2 separate regions of the Zea mays genome follow, and region 2 is linked to region 1. The links are chromatin contacts, called in public Hi-C maps. All regions are on one chromosome and are shown on one strand. Each heading gives the region's core, a stretch centred on a gene start, on an enhancer-like site or on the middle of the called end of the contact. The rest is flanking DNA. Distances are from core to core; before and after follow the strand shown. Region 1 holds the start of LOC103632644 (CRM-domain containing factor CFM3, chloroplastic/mitochondrial). Region 2 holds the start of LOC100501056.

Region 1 (3,255 bases), core at 334-2,833:
CTCAATACAGCACTATTAGCATCGCTAACTCCCTTACCCGAATCAATTTCTATAAATTTAGCATATGACTGCACACATTGAAAGTTGTAATTCATTCCCCTATACAACACAACTGATCTCCCTGACCTCCATATAACAACTCCCCCAGTCCTGTCCTGCATGACAAAAGCAAGATCAAGATCACAAATTCTAACCATTTTTCATTGGATTGAAAAACAACAGATAAAAATGAACCATAAAATTATACACCTCTAGTAAATCATGAGTTCTCTTCATGTTCAGGCTTGGAGGGCCTTCAAACCTCATCTTGACCACCTCATCCACCTTCCATTTCCTGTGGATGCTCTCCACTATGTCTTGAGTAACACCCCCTGGCCCAACCTTTATCCTCTCCTTCATCCTCAACGCCGTGTCCCTAAGCCTCCGCAGTTCAGGCTCTGGAATAGACCTCTCGGCCAGCTCCGTGTTGCTGCGCCTCACCGCCCTGCCACCGCTGAATGCCTCATCATCTTCCTCCTCCCTTTCCCATGGCAGGAGTGCAGGGCCCAATTTCTGGACAAAATCTTCTGCATTAGACAACTCAACCGTGGCATTCGGGTCACTTTCCTCCATCGAATTCCTCAATGTTTTAACTATGGTGTTTACACTGCTCTGCATCATACTCCTATCGAACCTGCTACCATAAGCATCTTTGTCCACTGACAAATCCACTCCATATGAAGAATTCATAGTTGGTGTGGCATAATCATCATAAAATTCATCTTCTAAACCCCCAGTAAGAAGCTCCTCACCATTATCCGTCTCTTCCTTATCCTCATCCACCAAGCCCAGTTCATCATCAGAAGCATCACGAATGTCCAACCTTTCCTCCTCTTCGGCCACCGGACCGGAAACCCCCCTATCATTGGTCGATTCCTCCCTGTGAATCCATGGCGCAGAGAATGGGTGGCTCCCAAGCAGATAGCTCGGCCGAAAATGCGATCCATCGTCCTGCTCCCGTGCCGCTTGGTCCGGTACTGCGGTGGTGTCGCACGCCCCTTCCTCTACTCGAACTCCTTCGTCATCGGAGGAGCCGCCAGCAAAGTAGTCCACGATGGAGCGCAACGTTGCGCTTGAGCCTCCACCACTGCGTTTTTGATCGCCCGCATCACCACTTCCTCGGCCAGCCCGGTGCGGCAGCGAAGGCGGCAAAGGCGACTGCTGCTGAGGTTGTTCCCAGGGGACCGAGGCACGCTGGGAAGGTGCCCGGGCGGACCAGCGGCGGAGGGCCTGTTCCTCAAAACTCGGCTTGAGGGGCCTGCTCTTATTCTTGCTCTTCCTTCCAACTGCGCCGTCCGACGCCACCGGCGAGGAGGTCGAGGGAGAAGACGTCGATGCGGGAGGACAGGTGGAGACGCTTGAGGTGGCGGTGGTAGTTCTAGTGCATCTGAGACAGGGTAGCCGTGCTGGTCGGGGAGCGGAGAGAAATGGAGGCGTCGTGGAGAGGGCGGGAGGTGGCAAGAGCAGCGCCATTGGAGGTGGGAGAGAAGGCTGGGGGCAGGTAGGAACTGACGAAGGCGAAGGGATATGGAGGGGCAGCCGGGCAGGGCTTTTGACGGGCCTTGGATTTTGGACCCTTATGTTGGACGTGGGCTGCCATTTAGGGCTGGGCAAAGTACTCGTGGCTCGTGAGCTCGCTCGACTCGTGGTCAGCTTGAATTGACTCGACTTGGCTTGTTTCAATTTTATCACGAGCTGAGCTAACTTCTCAGCTCAGTTCGTTAATGAGCCAGCTCGAATGAGCTAGCATTTATCTATAAAACAAAGTCTATACTTGTATTGGATGAATTAATAAGTGATGAACTATGTTAGTTTAGGGCTTAAATGATATGATATATAAAATTATGAGTATTGTTAGTCTTTTCTAGTGTTAAATTAGTATGAAATTAACTAGCAATTGATTATATTGTTGTATATATACATGTATACTATTTTTTGTTGTGGCTCGCGAGCTAAACGAGCCGAGCCGAGCTGGTTCTCTGGCTCGGTTGCTTAATGAGCCGAGCCGAGCCAGCTCGTTCTCTTAACGAGCTAGCTCGAGCTCGGTCGAGCCGAGCCGAGCTGGCTCGATATCCACCCCTACTACCATTGGATGATCTAAAAAATGGTAAGACTGAGAACGAGTCATTTTAATCTACCTCATCTATTTCTGAGGTTCTTTAAAAACATATTTATGGGATCGATTTCCTTCATTATATATACAGCACGTAAGATGGCAACGGATCGGATATTGGAAATATCCGCCCGCAGACATATCCACGGTCATAGATAATATCCGCTCGTGACTATATCCACGGGTAGAAATTCATATCCATATCCACCATCGGGTTTCGAATATCCATTGGATATCCATCGGATATGATAAAGAACCATTTTTAGCAATTGAATAACATAATTAATCAAATTTCTTCCCAATTCAACATCATACATAACTTAAAATTTAATAAAAAAATTAAACAAATATACATGTCCTTCAACAAGCAACATTCTCAACATGATAAAAATACATGTCTACATGTCTCAACATGAAAACAAATACATGACAATCAATATTGATCCGACCCAAGTGTAGTGTTGAGCACTTGAGCTAGCGCTATAGTAGCTATGTTTGAATTTTTTTAGTCAATGATAGTAGAATCATGTTCATCCTGGCAATAATGGACTAATGGTTAATTTCGGATATCCAACGGATTACCCGCGAGTGAGATTTAATATACAAATCCATGCCCACTTTATCTCGGATCGGATACGGGTCTAACCCGCGGGTCAAAAAACATATCCATATCCTTATCCATCGGGTCGGATATCCGACGGATATCCAAATCCACGGATTAAATTGCCATCCCTAGTCAACACGGATGTTGGTATCTCAATTATTAAAATTGTTTTTACATCTTAGTTTTTGCATATATAATGTCAGGTAAGCCACAAGAGTAAATTGAACTACCTTAATAGTTTAAATTGGACTACAATCCCATGATCGGAATTCGGAGGCGGCGATAACCACCCAATCCGCCTAGTGATCCTTCGCTACCTCAAAGTCGTCTAAGTGACAACAACCACCAAAAGTAACAACTAACAAGAATCACACAACTTAATACTGTCACTAGTGTGACTTGATGCAAGCTCTCAATACAAATCACTAGGATCACTCCCCAATCTTATTATAAATGTATCATTATCCCTAGATATGAGTGTGTTTTGGTATTTTGGATG
Region 2 (3,255 bases), core at 245-2,744, 350 kb before region 1:
AGGATAACGCAAGCTACACTGAGCAAAAAAAAAAGCAGCATAGACGACGCAATGTTGTTGGGCAATATAGATAGATGGTGAATTGAGGCCAATGGGCAAATGGCATACGGGGCAAATCTTGGTGGGGTGCGTGAGGCAGCTGACGCGCGGGATGCCCTCGCTGGTGCCCGTGCCCAGGAAGATGAGCTCCGACTGCAGCTGCTGGCCCTCCTCCGACGTCGAGGAGCCAGAAACCGCGCCGCTAACGGGAGACGCACGGGCGCCGGAGAAGGAGCGCGCTGGAAGAGAAACAGGTAAGGAAACAACCAGGCGGCGTTACGTCGAGCAGCTGATACGCGGCCGCGCAGGCCGTAAATTTTTGTACAACTTGGAGCGCTTGACGCACCGGATCGGAGGCGCGGGACGAGGCCAAGCCGCGGCGAGGACGCGGACGAGGAGGGAGCGAAGCGCGTCGCGGCGGCGGTGGCGAGGCCGGGGAACGCGCGCGCGATGCGCGATGCCAGCGGCGCCATGTGCGGGGCCTGCGCGCGCAGGAACGCCGCAGTGATCGCACCCGTAGCGGCGCGGGGCATGGTCGTCGCCGCCGGCGGCGGTAGCGGCAGCGGCCGATTCAGAGACGGAGGCGGGTCTCTGACCGACGCTGGCAGGTAGGCCCGGGGTGCCCCTGAGCGTCTGGTGGCAGAGAAAGCTCCAACGCTTTCCGTAATCGGAAAGGCGCACGTCAACTGACAGATGGGCCTAATGTCATCCGGTCCCGCATGTCGGTGAAATGTCTTGACAATGTGAACCACTATTCAATAGGCTGTGGGCTCGATTGGGCCGGGCTAGAGATGGCCAAATGGGCGGCACGGCACGGCCCGGCCCGGGCACGGCACGGTTAGGGTACGATCCGTTTGGCCCGTTTAATAGCCGTGCCGTGCCGGCACGGCACTAGTGCCTAAGGCCAGGCCCAAGCACGGCACTAAGCCTGCTTAGCCGTGCCGTGCCGGCCCGTTTAGCCCATTTAGCCCGTTTAGCCCATATAGCCCGTTTAGCACTATACCACAGAATTTTAGTCAGATATTCACAAACACAGTTAAAACATACTAAAATAGCTAATATTGAACTGTTTAGTGCAATGGCTGACTCATTAAAAACCTATTTAGGTAAAAACTCACCATTGTGAGAAAACCCTAGATAAGAAAAAAGAGTACAACACACAGCTAACTAGTCGTGTTTGGATCTAATCATGCATAATCGTGTCTAACCATGCCTAGAGGCTAATCGTGCCGGCCCAGCGTGCCTGATGCTCGGCCCAGGCACGGCACTACCTATCGGGCCGTGCCGGCACGGGCCCGACACTAGCCGTGCCGTGTCGTGCCCAGGCACTACGGGTCGTGCCGTGCTTCGGGCCGACCCGTTTATCCCGGCCCGGCTGGCCATCTATAGGCCGGGCTGAGGAATATACCCATTGTTTCGTCCGTTTCCTTTGCCCGAACGTGCGCTGTCTCTCGATCCTGCATCTCTGCACCTGCTCGCCTCCCCAGGGAGGCAGGGACAATCGACTTCGCCGGGCGCCGGCTAGCCCCACCGGCGACGACAGGCAAGTGCCCCCCTTCCCCCTCTTCCTCCAACTATCCCCCGTTCGTCTCTCTCTCTCTCTCTGGTTTTTTTGTGTTCATTGGCATCGACGTGAGGACCAACTTGAGACATGGTGTTCGCATGATCTTAGCGCAGTAGGCTGTACCGCTGTAGGAATGATTGATTTGTAGCAGCGCTCATGCTTCCATTGACGATTTAGAGAAAGGGAAAAACTTCTGCCTATTGAATGGATGAAGAGTATTCTTTGCGTCCGGAACCGAGTATTATATCAGTTCCTGTTACCGAATCGGGTAAGTCATAATCTGTAATATGGCGGGTCTTCCAGATTCACTGAAAAAAATGTTTTCTCGAGACTCGCTGAAAAAACTACCCTGGATTCTAAGGTGAGCACCCTGCGTCCTTGATTCTGAAATATCCAACCAAAGCACTGGCTTCTTTCCTAGGCAATCTGTAATGGGGATGGAGGTGTCCATTAAATCATGTCAGTTTTATGCACCTTTGTTAGATGATTGCTGGTGGTTTGGCGGCTGCTTACTATCCAATACCCCCTCTGATTCTAAATAGGTGTCATTTTAGCATTCCTGGTCAGTTCTTTTTCAAGACACTAATATACACCATGTGAGAATTGTATACATTGACAATGTAGGGTAGATAGTACTACATTCATCACAAAAAGGTACTTATATTACAGGGTTCACCTTTTCGTTTTTACTGTTCCGAAATATCGTTTTGATCAAAACAAAGATTGACTTTTGTATTTTAAAATTTGGAACCGGAATAGAGCAAAAACCGGAGCGGGGACGAGAAATTTACCGGTTTCTCGCCCTTTCCGGTCGAGAAATTGAACCATGTTATATTATTTAGTTACGTTTTTATTTTAAATGCTATATTTTTCATAGAAATTTATAGTCTATGTGTCACCTTGTAGAACATGTTGATGCCCTAAACATCATGTATTTTGAAGTAGAGGGAGTAAGCTTTTTACTCAGAACTCTCAATTTACTGTTAGGTGGGTGGTTAATCCTTGTATTGCAAGCTGGCAACCCCCATTTTCTTCTGTTGCAATGAACTGTTTGCACTGTGGTTTATGTGTCCCTTCTCCAAGTGCAGGTCCCAAATTTTACCTTGCTTTTCCTGATGCGTGGAAGCTCTTTCATTTTCAGGCACAGTGGACCACGGAGGAGAAAGTACTCTGCTTTGAATGGGAAGTGCCATGAACAAAGACAAAGTTCATGACAAGGAGACTCACGGAACAAGTAGTGATATAACTGAGAAAACACCTGTGGAAACGGTGAAGGGTCCCAATCTGCTTGAGCGAGCAAAGGAAGAGATCGAGGCCCTTGCCGGAGCTGTTCATACTAAGATGGAGCACCATTCCAGTCCCCACGCGAAGAAGGATGGTAAAACTATCTAGAATGATGTTACTTCATATTTAGTACCCCGTATATTAAATATATGAAAAGGAATGGAGAGCAGGAAACTGGAGGATAAGAAGAAAGGACAGTAACGGTGCCTAGAATCAACTCACATATTTGCACTTTTTATAGTGTTTTTTATAGTATATCTTTTGCCCTGTGTATTGATCATTTTTGCCAACTGAAGCTAAGTACAACTTTAGCTACTTACCAATAGAATGTGTTATCCTTCATACCAAAGACGTTGGATGTAATTCAC

Evidence for each region. Hi-C and Micro-C count contacts between places; a contact is called where the count stands out from the background.
Region 2: a contact with region 1 is called in a Hi-C map of leaf, with 8 times the contacts expected there. The contact joins the promoter of LOC100501056 here to the promoter of LOC103632644 in region 1. A contact is called at or near these places in 5 of 25 Hi-C or Micro-C datasets (ear, endosperm, leaf and 1 more).

Annotation. Positions count from the first base shown.
Region 1 is chr7:102,780,643-102,783,897 of Zm-B73-REFERENCE-NAM-5.0, reverse strand. LOC103632644 (CRM-domain containing factor CFM3, chloroplastic/mitochondrial) reads right to left here and starts at 1,583. Exons shown (of 9, transcript XM_008654395.2): 1 at 250-1,583; 2 at 1-155. The coding sequence starts at 1,512.
Region 2 is chr7:103,127,227-103,130,481 of Zm-B73-REFERENCE-NAM-5.0, reverse strand. It overlaps LOC100501056, which reads left to right and starts at 1,494. Exons shown (of 3, transcript NM_001195894.1): 1 at 1,494-1,582; 2 at 2,745-2,981. The coding sequence starts at 2,783. LOC100276574 reads right to left here and starts at 743. Exons shown (of 12, transcript NM_001150330.2): 1 at 386-743; 2 at 109-278. The coding sequence starts at 572.